2 separate regions of the Pan troglodytes genome follow, and region 2 is linked to region 1. Evidence: chromatin contacts called from public Hi-C data. All regions are on one chromosome and are shown on one strand. The core of a region is the stretch at or near the end of the contact, and the rest is flanking DNA. Distances in the headings are between cores, read along the strand shown. Region 1 holds the start of IER5 (immediate early response 5). Region 2 overlaps XPR1 (xenotropic and polytropic retrovirus receptor 1).

Region 1 (6,304 bases), core at 2,426-4,925:
CTTTTCTAATTCCTACAAAGCTTTATCCTCCTATCAAGTATGCCAATTTACATTCTTTAAGCAGACACATGGACCCAGGTTCATCGTAATGTAAAACCAAGGATCAACTTTAGTCTCATCCAAAACACATCAGCTCTCTTAAACACACCAAATGTTACCCCCTTTAAAACATAAAATACACTGAGATCGCTGTTCAAGCATCATACTTTCTAACAACAGGAAATGTTTGCAGAATTAAGGCCCTGGACACCTTCTTCAGTTTAAGCAGTCAGCACTTGATGGATCTTTTGTAGCTGTAACACAATTTAAGTAGCTACTTTCTGAAAGAAAAAGTCAGTTTAACAAGACCCTAATTTGAGAATGTTTAATTCTATAAATACATTATTATGGCGACAGAGCATAAAGTAGAAAGTTCCCTATGCTTAAGGAACCACTAATAGATTTGCCGAAATATCAAGGCACGAGGCACTGGCCTATTCAGCTAAAACAGAAGTTCATATAATTGGGAGTTAAGGCCAAGACACCATTCATATGCCTCTTATGCTCGAAGGCTATGACCTTTAAACCTTTGTCTTTCTTCAATCTCTCCCATCTTTTAAACACCCTATATACTCATAAGTTGTTAGAAACCAGTACCATCTTTTAAAGTCCTGGCAACTGTACCGTATTTTAATAAACACCATTCCCTAATTGATTTGCTTCTGAAATAGATTATTGAATACCTTTCAAACATTGAACATGAAGAGACAAAAAACTCTCTTAATGGCAGTGATTTTAGTAAAATCGATGGATGTTTTGGCTATCATCACCTAAGTGTCTACCATGACCAAACACTGATGTCACCATTTAAGTAACAAATCAGGAAGTTTTGCTAAATGAGAATTAAATTTGCCTAGCCCTCCTTCCTTATCTGGTTTGATGCAAGCAATTTCCCTCTCAGCAATACATTTACTTTCTAGATGTAAGAGAAAAACTGAAAATTTACATCCTGACATCCACTGTGATGCAGAGGTGGACCTGACAATTTGGACAAGTCAGTCTCTTTCATCTTCCTATGTCAGTTCGAATGGGCTTTTAAGGTAAACTACTATCTAAACTTTTTTTTTTCAGTTACAAAGCTAAAAGATGACCCGTATTAATAGCTTAACAGGAAACAAAGTTTTGCTGAAAAACATTTTTGTGGATAAGCGGGGCTTCAAAAGTTGGTTAAATTAGTTAGTATTAGACACCCACATATTGGGTGACAAATTGGTCTAAACTGACCTTAGAAAAGGCAGTTGTAGTGGCAGGTTTCTAGAACCTGACAGGTCGCTGATATTAGTATCTAATAGCAGTCCTCTGATCTAGGAGGAAAAATTAAACGTGTCTCTCTTGATACTTAGTGGAGTCAGTAAACAATGTCCTCAGTCTGCGAATGACTGATACTAAGAACCACACCTTCAATTTTCTAGCTCAGGCCCTGGTTTCCCTCCTCCCACTTCCCTCCCAACCCAGGCAGGTTATTACAGACAAGCAGGCAGTTACGTTGCTTCAAAATATTTAATACGTGTTAGACACGTAGAAGTTACATTTTTATACAAAAATCAATACAACGAAGGAGAAAATACTGTACAAAAACCTTATCAGCTCCCCCAACCTTTATACAACAAAGACTGGAGTCACCATATCTACAAAACCATAAGGTCTTTCCACTTCGGGCTTCTGTCTGTAAACTCTCATTTAACACTTTTTAAAAGCACTGTGTAGTACTTCTGACCTAGAGCTTTTAAAAATATATCTTTTCTCTATAAACTCCATTATTTCCAAGCTTGAACTCTTCTGTGAAGTTCGTCAAGCTTTTTCTCCCCTGCGGGGAAGCAAAGGACCGTTAATACGCCCCTTTCCTAGAGTAATCACAGGATATAAACGTTTCTTCATTGGGAGAGAAAGGTGGGGAGGGACAGAAGGAATCCAAGTCTGTGCTCTTGGCTAAATCCCTCTCGTCTTAGGAAATCCTGTGCGGAAACGCCACTCCTGGCCCTGAAGCGGGTCTAGCTTTCCGGTGAGGGGTGGGTGTAAAGTCCCTCCCTCCCCGGAGAACGAATGGGGAACTCCCCGACCCAAACCTTTTAGCCGCTTCCTTCTCCACGCAGCCGGCAGAGGAAAGTCCCTGTCTGCCCCCAATCTCTTAAACCCTGGGGAAGGAGTGGTGCATTCCAGAAGAGCAAAATAGTCTTAATGCCACAAGACAAACTTACATACACAGACATACACAAACACAAAAGTTAACGATCGTCCTCTTCCAATGAGCCTCAAGCTCCCAGGTCTCCAGATAAGCCAGATGCGCCCGGGGGCAGTTTGCGATGCCCAGAGGCAACCAGTCTGCCCAACGCGCTCAGCGCCCGCGGTCTCTGGGCGTCCTCGCAGCCGGGAAGGGCCTGGCCCTCACTTCGGGGACGCCCGCTGCTCCACCTCCTCCCCGCAGGGGGGCCAAGGGCTCAGAAAGCCACGATGGCTGTGCTCCAGGGGTTCATGTCTCTCAGCACCGGCTTATCGCAGCAGATCTGCCCGGGCTCGGCGGCTTCCGGACCGCTCTCCTCTCCCTCCTCTTCCTCCCTGCCGCCCCCGGGGCTTTTCCGTAGGAGTCCCGAGAAACTGGAACCGAAGATGCTGATGAGGTTAGCCACGTTCCCGGTCTCCATCTCCTCCGCGTCGTCGTCCTCTCCTCCACTCGGCGGCTGCTCTAAGTTCCGGCGGGGCTTCTTGAGCGGGGTCGAGCCGGGCGCCGGGCAGCCCGCTGGGCCGCCGCCCACCCCCGCCGCGCAGCGCTTCCTGGGGCACACCGCGGGCGGCGCGGGGGGCTCGTCCTCGGCTGGTCGCGGCGCGCAGCAGCAGGCAGCGCGGGGGGTCGCGGCCGGTGTACCCGGCGGGTCCTCCCCGCCTAGGGGGCAGCCGCAGGGGCGGCGCGCGGCACGAGATACCTCAGGAAAGACGCCCCAGCCTCCGGCGGTACCCTCGGCTTCTCTGGCTGCCGCCTGGCGCGGCCCCTCCACGCGGCTCCAAGCAGCTTCCGTCGCGTCCGCCTCTCCGCCCTGAAAAACGTCCCCGACTCCAGTCACCGTGGCCACCGGCACCTCGTCCCCTACCCGCGGCGCGTCTGAGACGGAGGAGCGCTCCGGCTGCGGCTCGGTCTCCGGCCAAGAGGCACGAGCGGCGGGCGGGGGCGGCTCTCCCCAGCCGGCGGGTGGCCCGGCCGCCGGCTCCCCGGGCTGCTGCTGCGGTGGCGGTGCCGGGGTCCCAGCGGGACCGGCCAGGTAGAGGCCGGGGCACGGGTCGCTCAGGTAGACTTGGCGGGCGCTGCGCAGCACCAGCGAGACCAGGAGGTTCTTATGCAGCTTGATGCCGCCGCGCTGGACCCGCGAGTTGTAGATCTTGCCCAGAGAGATGCTGACGATGCGGTGAGCCTCCAGCTTGAACTCCATCCTGCTTCCCCTGCACAGGGCCGTCGGCGCCGGGGTGACACGTTTGGAAATTGGGAGGGAACGGGAGGCGCAAACAAGTCCGCCCCCTGGGCACACCCTCGATCACCTAAGACTCCGAAGAGAAACGACTCTGGTGACGCGCGCGCAGATCTACTAACCTCTCCACACAAGACAACTTCCCCGTTTCGGGTCCGGTCGCTAAACAGGGCAGCCCGGCAGCCTCGCGTCTTATATAGGCTCCTCGACCGCCAATCACGAAGGGCCGCCAACCGTTCCGGGGCTGGCCGGCGCGCCCTCGTGCGCCGCGCACGGCCAATCGGAGCCCGAGGAGGGGCGCCAGGGCCCGTTCGAACGTTAGTCCCGCGGAGCAGGCTCTTAAAGGGGGCGACGGCTTGCGGCCGCAGACCAGGCCCGTGGGGAGTGAATGTTGGGGACGGTGCTCGAGAGCGCTACCGTTTGGAGTTACAGATTCTGGCTTGTGCGATGGCTTGCCGGAACCAAAGCGAACAAAATATTCGAACTTTCTTCCGAACACGGTGGTGGACTCTGTTCTGCCATAAAGTCCTGATCCTTCCCGGATCGACTCCGCCCTCACCAGCCACGCCACCGTTTCCAGGCCGGCCACACCTGTAAGCGACCCCCCTCAACCCTGGCAAAAATAGAGATGGTGGCCATACGCGGCGGAGGACACCCCTGGATAACAAATAGTATTACTGCAAAGTATTTGGCAATCATTATTTTTGGATGAGCCGCTTTCCCCGCTAGAGTCACATACACTCTTAGCAGCTGTCAGTTCTAACCCCAAAGGAAAGGGGGATTCCAGAAGTTTTTGGCTAGGTTTTTGGCTTCTTATCAAGGAATCGTGTCTAGATACAAAGTTATTGGTTGTCCTCTAAAGCTGGCATCTTTCACTTTGTTCTCTAGATTCTAGAACAAACCCAGTTATCAAATAAGTTAAATGGAAGATGTTACAGGTTCTCCACAATGATTTTTTTTCCTTTTTTTTTTCATTTCCATTTTTCCATTACAAGGACTGACCCAGTCCACCCTTGGAAAAATCGAGCAAGTTCTGAAAATAAAAAGAAAGAAGTCCTGTGTTCCCATGATGATGTCATAATTTCATTTCGTGTCAAGGTAAAAATATAGTGCTAGGGAGTTCCAGAATTTTCTGGTCAGTCAACAACTTAGTCCATCTACTGGTCCTTATAAGTATATCAGGACACAATTACCACGGGGTTGCCCAGGGTCCTGGACTGGAAACATGGAGTCACTTCCAGTTAGTTCCACCGAAGCTCCACCACAGACCTGCCTGAGGACTCTGGGTAAATAACCTCAGGCCGCTTCAATGTCTCCACTGCTGAAAAGGGGGAAGTCACATACACATCTGCTTTATTGTACAGACGATAAATGACAACTTCTCAGCCACAATCTGAATGAGAAAACTAAGCACTGCTTTCTTGGAGTCCATGTGGAACCCTGGGCCTGATCCTGCCCCGGGGTTGGTCAAGCAATGAATTTATTTAGGAAAAATACCAGTGAAGAGTGGGCTTGATCATGACCAATTCACAATCTCCAGAGGATGTGATGGCTCAATAGCATTACCTGTGCCCACAACTGATGGTAACTGAGACAGCAGGCTCTGAGACCCAGAGTTCCTCCCCTCTAGGAATTTTCAGCCCACGTAGAGGAAGAGATAAAATAATGACACAAATAATTACAAAACCAAATAGCATATATTGAGTAATGACGCAAGAATTTTTCTCTTCTCTTTTTCTTTGCAAGTTATTAGTCACTATAAAGCAATGGCTAAGAGCACAGGCTGAGGAGGCTGGCTTCCTAGGTTGGAATCCCAGCTTCACCTTTCACTTGCTGCATGGCCTCTGGAAAATTATTTCACTTCTCTGTGCTGCTGTCTTTTTTATTACAAAATAATCAGCCGGGTGTGGTGGCTCACGCCTGTAATCCTATCACTTTGGAAGGACAAGGTGGGCGGATCACTTGAGATCAGGAGTTCAAGACCAGCCTGGCTAATATGGTGAAACCCTGTCTCTACTAAAAAAAAAAAAGACAGTAATTAGCCTGGCATGGCGGCAGGTGCCTGTAATCCCAGCTACTCGGAAGGCTGAGGCAGGAGAATTGCTTGAACACAGGAGGCAGAGGTTGCAGTGAGCCGAGATCACACCATTGTACTCCAGCCTGGGCAACAGAGTGAGACTCTGTCTCAAAAAATACAATAAAATAAATATAAATATAATAATAATAATGCCTACCTCTTAGAGTTTTTGTGAGGGTAGAACAAGGTAGCATATGCAAAGCTCATAGAACAGCACCTGGCATATAATAAGCTATCAATGTAGGCTAGTTCTCAGAACACACTACCCCACATACTACCCTGGGGTGGGAGAAGAGGCTGGGAGAAGAAAGGAACATAGATGGGAGAAAGTTTCACCAAAGAAGTTGTATCTGAAGAGGGTGCTGAAAACCTCTGAGGTAGGATCCACAAGTTCCAAGCAGCAGGAGCAACAGAGTCCAGTGTAGGGAACATCTTACTTTGCAGTTGTGCTGGGTACATGCCCAAAAGCAAGTGGGAAAGGCTAGAAACAGAGGCCGAGGCTGCATGATAGTGGGTTGTGGGTGCCTTGATGAGGAGATAGGACCACAGGGACCTTACTAAAGGTTGTTCAGTAAGGGAAGCACAGAATAGATTCTAGAACAGTTGGTGCATAGAAGAGCACATAAAAAGCTCTTGTGGAAATTTAGGCAAAGGGTTGTGAAGACCTGAACTAGATGGAGGCAACAAGAATGAAGAAACTGGCAGGGCGTGGTGGCTCACGCCTGTAATC
Region 2 (6,304 bases), core at 977-3,476, 210 kb after region 1:
TGAGCTTGTTTGGAGTCCATAGGATCCGATCCGGAAGAGCTCGGAAAATGTGTTATGTGTTTTCTCCTGTTTTCGGCTGGAAAGGTACTAGAGGTTGCGTTGGTCGAGGAAAGGATTGTAGAGTAGGAAAACCAAAGACGTTAAGCTAGACTTCAGAAAATTCAAGTGTTAGCTTCATCATCTGTGTCTTCTATCAATACCTTAGTGTCACGAGCCTTGGATCTAGTGGTAACAAGGGGGACAAAAAGCACTTAGTCCATTACCCAAATATAAACACTTTCACAGTATTAGACACATTTCCAGTCTTACCATCATTAAACATACATCCTAAACAGGGGCTACCTGCTGTACCAGATGGATTATTCTAGAGTTTCCTATTCAATTTCAGATACTATTGGAAAAACACTAAGAAACTAGATCACAACCAGAGGAAGGTAACAAGAACAATGGCAGGGTATGTGCAACGCAGAAGGTAGTGATCTGGGTTTGAGTACTGACTTTGATTTTTTTTTTTTTTTTTTTTTTTGAGACAGAGTCTCGCTCTGTCGCCAGGCTGGAGTGCAGTGGCATAATCTCAGCTCACTGCAGCCTCCGTTTCCCAGGCTCAAGCAATTCTCCTGCCTCAGCCTCCTGAGTAGCTGGGATTACAGGCATGTGCCACCACGCTTGGCAAAGTTTTGTATTTTTAGTAGAGATGGGCTTTCACCATGTTGGCCAGGCTGGTCTCAAACTCCTGACCTCAGGTAATCTGCCCGTGTTGGCCTCCCAAAGTGTTAGGATTACAGGCATGAGTCACTGCACCTGGCCACCTGACTTTGATTTTATGATGCATCTATTTAACCCTTTGAGTGCCCGTTTCTATCTCTGTAAGGCAGGAATGATAACACCGATTTCACTGAATACCACTTTCACCTCATGGAGACAGTATGCATATCAAGTGAGAACATGGATGAAAAAAGCATTAAACAAACTTAAGAAACTGGCTGGTTCCTGTAATCCCAGCTCCTTGGGAGGCTGACATAAGAGGATCGCCTTAGCCCGGGAGTTTGAGACCAGTCTGGGCATCACAGTGAGACCCTGTCTTTAAAAAAAAAAAAAAAAAAGCCAGGTATGATAGTGCACACCTGTAGCCCCAGCTACTCAGGAAGCTGAGGAAGGAGGATCATTTCAGCCCAGGAGTTCAAGGCTGCAGTAAGGTATGATCACACCACTGCACTCCAGCCTAGGTGACAGACTGAGACCACGTCTCCAAAAAAAAAAAAAAAAAAAAACCAACCTCCAAAAAACAAATATAAGAAATTGTGATAAGGATGATGAGGATGAGATAAAACACCACTTGAGGCATACATGAGAAACCAAAAGAGTTAGCCAGCAGAAGAGAAGACCTAAGGAGAGGCATAACAGTTATTTCTCTTCAAAGAGTTGACAACATACAATGCAGAAGAGGGAGGAGACTCATTATAAGTTATGTGAGAGAGCCCAAATAGGATCAAATTGTTAAAGTTACAGTGAAATTACAGTGAAGCACATTTCAGCCCAACATAAACCATTTACCACTATAAATACCAACAATAAAATCAGGTGGCTGAGTGTGGTGGCTCTTGCCTGTAATCCCAGCACTTTGGGAGGCCAAGGAGGGAAGACTTCTTGAGGCTAGGAGTTTGAGACTAGCCTGGGCAACATAGTAAGACCCTGTCTCTATAAAAAATAAAAAATTAGCTGGGCAGAGGGGTGCAGGCGTGTAGTGCCAACTACTTGGGGGGCTGAGGTGGGAGGAGTGCTTGAACCCAGGAGGTTGAAGCTGCAGTGAGTCATGATCGTGCTGCTGCATTGAGCCAACCTGGGCAACGGAGCGAGATACTGTTTCAAACAAACAAACAAACAAAAAAACCACACACATTAAGGATATGCTAAAGGTTGCATGAGTGATAAAGTCAGTACTGAAACTCAGATCTTATTTTGGATTCCCTGCACTCTCCGCTGTACACCAACTGTTCCATTCCTAATGTCTTACTCTTGGTGCAATCTGGTTTCCCAGAGTTTCTCCGTTAAACACCTGACATGGAACAGAATAATCTATTGCCAAAGAGCCCCTTGTTTAAGCAGAAATAGTATATGTTTAGATTGCCCTCTGCTGGTAACTAACAAGGATAATTAGACTTCAAAATCAGGAGCTCAATGAGGTCACCAATCACACTCAGCATTTTCTTCCAGCCCTTTGTGGCACTTATCTCACTGACCCACTCAGTGCTCCCCTGCCCCAGCTTCTTCAAACTCTGCTTCCTTGGGATCACAGCACCTACCATGCTTTGTTTTGATGCTCTTCCTATTACCTCCCTGACTATTCCTGCCTCTTTTGTTTATTTTCTTTTTTTCTCTGGTCTGTGTTTGTTCCCTGGCTACTATGGTTGAGCCAGGGATTAAGACTCAGTTCCCTGCTCTCTGCTTTTCTCTGCCTTCTTCAGAGAACTTCCAAATCTCTATTTAAAGTTCAGCAGGTTCTACTCTACTCCTCTATATCCAATGAGTTACTGATACTACCTCCTGTTTCTTACTTCCTTCAAAACATCTCCTTATGTTCCTTCTGGTCCAACAGTAAGCATCCTGATCTGAATTTTCACTGCCCCATACATTGAAGTACTGCATAGCTTTTCATCTGGCTTTCTGGCCTTGAGTTTTCCCTTGCCTAATATATCTTACACAGTGCTATTAAAACTTCCTAGGATACTACTTTCACAATGTCATTCTTCTACAGAAAAATTCTCTGTGACTCGTGGCTGGGTGCGGTGGCTCATGCCTGTAATGCCAGCACTTTGGGAGGCCAATGTGGGCGGATCACGAGGTCAGGAGATCGAGACCATCCTGGCTAACATGGTGAAACCCCATCTCTACCAAAAACACAAAAAATTAGCTGCGTGTGGTAGCGGACGCCTGTAGTCCCAGCTACACGGGAGGCTGAGGCAGGAGAATGGCGTGAACCCAGGAGGTGCAGCTTGCAGTGAGTGGAGACTGCACCACTGCACTCCAGCCTGGGCAACAGAGCGAGACTCCATCTCAAAAAAAAAAAATTATCTGTGACTCATTCCTGCCTACAAGATCAAGTTTGCATTTTCAGCCTTTTACAATCATACTTCATCTATTCAGCAAAATTATTCTTACTACAATTCTAGTCACATGGTTTTTCTTTCTGCACTTCATTTCTACCTTTATGTTCTTTACTGTGTCTCTAGTCTATTCACTCCCTTATCCTTTAGAAAACCGTTCATCTTCAACCTAAGCCTCCTTCATTCCAATCTACTGTGCTATCTATTGTCTCTAAATTTCATATGCAGTCACCATATACTGTACATTTATGGTAACTTTTAGCAACATACGTAGTCAATGACTGATAAAAATATTGTTGTAGGTATTTAATAAGAAGATAAAAATAGTAATAGTTTATTCTTAGTAGGCTCTTTCTGTGAGGGAACTGGTCCAAGTTCTATGTAATAATGAATATAATCCACTTAACCGCCCTATAAGCAAGAACCATATTAATTTCAATTTACAGATGAGGGGCAGAAAACAGAAATTAAGTCATTTGGTCAAGGCATAGATGGCAGGATTCCTAAAGTTTATAACATAAAAATTATTTGTATACACAACACACAGAAGAGTCAAGTATTAATAAATCACTCTCCAACAACCTTTTCCTCCAGACAGTGGATCTTTAGTGCCAAATTACTAGGTTATGCATTGATGACATTTACTCTATGTGCTCATTTAGACAGTCATAGGCTGTATCATATGGAATTGCTGCTTATTACTGTTTTTTTGTAGGTGAAAAATGGCTGAGTATTGGCAATTTCATTTGGTTCAACCTGATAGCTTTTTAGCTTACATGCTACCCAATGCTAAAACTCAAAGGAAATATGCCTCACAGAAGTAGAAGCCATACATACTGAGAAGCGAGGCGAGGCCGGCGCAGGGATATGCTCTGGTTGTACTTCCATGACCGATTCTTCTGGCGGTTTCGTACCCCATCATCCTGGTCCATCATCTGTTCTAGGAGAGTCTGATCATCTGCGTTCAGGGGGGCCACAGAGATGTCCCGCACAGCACGGAATTCACCACAGTTATTCAGATGTTCATTCTCCAGGCGGAAGAAGTTCCACACAAATCGCCTTAGCAAAATGGGGTAGATCAAAGTACTCATGAAATTGTAACATACTTCTGCTACCTGTAAACCTCCCAGGGTATCAAGTTTCCACTCATGGAAACAAAAACAAAGAATTAAGGGCTTGAATATTAAAATAGGGAAAGATGGTGTTGTGGGGAGGTGGTGGTGGGGGGGTAAGGGAAACAAGACTAGACTACGAAAAAGGGAGGGACTTATGGAATGCAGTTTTAGAGTGCTCATTCTTTCAACTTATTTGAAAAATATTTACTGAATGTCTGCCATAAGGCAGTAAAGGCACAGAATGACTCAAAGCCTTTTTGCCCTTATGGGGTGTAATTTCTAGTGGTGGAGACAGACAATGAGCAAGTAAACAATCAATCGGCTAATGATAAGTACTGTGAAGAAAATAAAGCAGGACAAGGGAATAGAGTATGCCATCATTAAGACTGGTTAGGGAAAGCTTCTTTGAAGACATGGCAGCTATTGAAAACCTGACTGATACAAAGAAGCAAGTCATGTAAAAATCCTGGAGGAAAGCATCCCAGGCAGAGGAAAATGGCAAGTATAAAAAGGCAAGTTGGAAACAACAGCAAGGTCAGTGGGGGCTAAGAATAAGTGAGGTTAAAATAGCAGGAGATAATGATGGAGGGGTGGAAGAGGGCCCACCCACAGAGGGCCTTATAACCCATAGTTTAAATTTTAGGTCTAATGGAGAACAATGAGAGAACAACAGGAGAATAAAGTGATTTGTTTGAAAAAGGTCCTGCTGAATGGTGAAGAGATCAAAGGGAGACAAGAACAGCTGAAAACAGACCAATTAGAAGGGCTGTTGCAGCAGTCCAGAAAAGAGATGATGGTGACTTAAAGGTGGTAATAACAGAAGTGATGAGAAGCAGACAGACAAAGGATTTATTTATAAAGATGGAGCTGACAGGACTTACTGACATGCGATGTGAGTCGTCTTAGGGTTTTTGGTCTAAGGGAAAGGTGACACCATTTACTAAGATCAGAGATGCAGGGCTGTTCCTCTTAGGTTAGAGCTAATCATTAGATATGGGAGAATTCAGTAGAGAGGTGGACGAGAGTCTGCAGTTCAAGGGAAAGTTTATGGCTGGAGATAGCATAAAGACAGTATTTCACATAATAGGTTTAGGAATAATACAACTAGAGGAGACAAGAGGGCAGAAGATTAAATCCTGGAACACTCTAACACTTAAAAGTTTGGGGGGAGGAGGAAGAACCAGTAAAGGAGTGGACAAGGAATAGCTAGTGAGACAGGAGACTGTAGTTTCTGAGAAGTCAAGTGAAGAAAGTGCTTTGCTGGGAAGTAAAGTAAGGTAAATAAGTACAGAGAACTGACCAGGGGATTTAGCAAAATGGGCAGTACGATCTAAAAGCACAGGCTCTGGGAGACTGTCTAGATTCAAATCATGGCTCTACCACTTGCTAGCTGTAATGACCTTGGATGAGTTACTTAACCTATGCTTCAGTGTCATCAGTAAAAGACATGATAACAGCACCTACTTCCTAAGATTGTTGTGAGGATTTAATAAAGGTAAAAGGCTTAGAACGCTGTCAGCTACATAGTAGGCACTACAATATTATTATTATAGATTATTAACAAAAGTGGTTTAGTTTGAGTATTGGGAATACATACTTGAATGAAAAAGAATGGGAGAGAAGTGAGAGTGGAGACAGCAAGTGCAGACGCCTCTTGAAGAGTTTTGCTATAAAGGACAGCAGAAAAGATGGGCAGTAGTTGGAGAGAGAAAGCTGATCTAAAGATGGTGTTTTTTTTGTTTGTTTTAAATGGGATAGAACATTTGATTTAATTAGTAAGCAAATGATTTTAAAAAGAAAATCGTCATGAGGTATTTTTCTTTTTTTACTAGAATTTCTTTTAAAAAATTGATGAAGTAGCACACATGAAAGAGAAAGAAGTGGGTGGGGGAAGGTGGCAGCAGCGATGGGGAGTTCAGGTGCCAGGCCGAGGCATTCAGGAAGGTGAGGAAGGGAAGGAGCACTGGTCTGGAGAGAGCTCTGATGGCAGGTGGATTCCAGAGTCATGCTTTCTCTCTCAGGTTTTCTTTCCGTTTCCAGCTTCTGTCTTATTTTAACAGGCAGTGTTTGTCCATCCTGACTTAG

What was found. A called contact is a pair of places that touch in the nucleus more often than the background predicts.
Region 2: a Hi-C map of stem cell-derived neural progenitor cells shows a contact between it and region 1, with 3 times the contacts expected there. The contact joins the enhancer-like site here to the promoter of IER5 in region 1. A contact is called at or near these places in 1 of 7 Hi-C or Micro-C datasets (stem cell-derived neural progenitor cells) and 1 of 1 datasets of contacts at active chromatin or transcription factors (stem cell-derived excitatory neurons).

What each region holds. Positions count from the first base shown.
Region 1 is chr1:68,043,604-68,049,907 of NHGRI_mPanTro3-v2.0_pri, forward strand. IER5 (immediate early response 5) reads right to left here and starts at 3,676. Exons shown (of 1, transcript XM_016933680.3): 1 at 1,521-3,676. The coding sequence starts at 3,461. The coding sequence ends at 2,478.
Region 2 is chr1:68,251,030-68,257,333 of NHGRI_mPanTro3-v2.0_pri, forward strand. XPR1 (xenotropic and polytropic retrovirus receptor 1) reads right to left here. Exons shown (of 15, transcript XM_524986.9): 14 at 3,942-4,163; 15 at 1-222. The coding sequence ends at 162. Among named protein-coding and RNA genes, the nearest start is that of KIAA1614, 31 kb to the left of the region's middle. Within about 2 kb of position 2,227, at least 7 of the 24 cell types and tissues checked have an H3K27ac peak or open chromatin away from gene starts, as enhancers often do. A contact at or near this core is called in stem cell-derived neural progenitor cells, where this site is marked.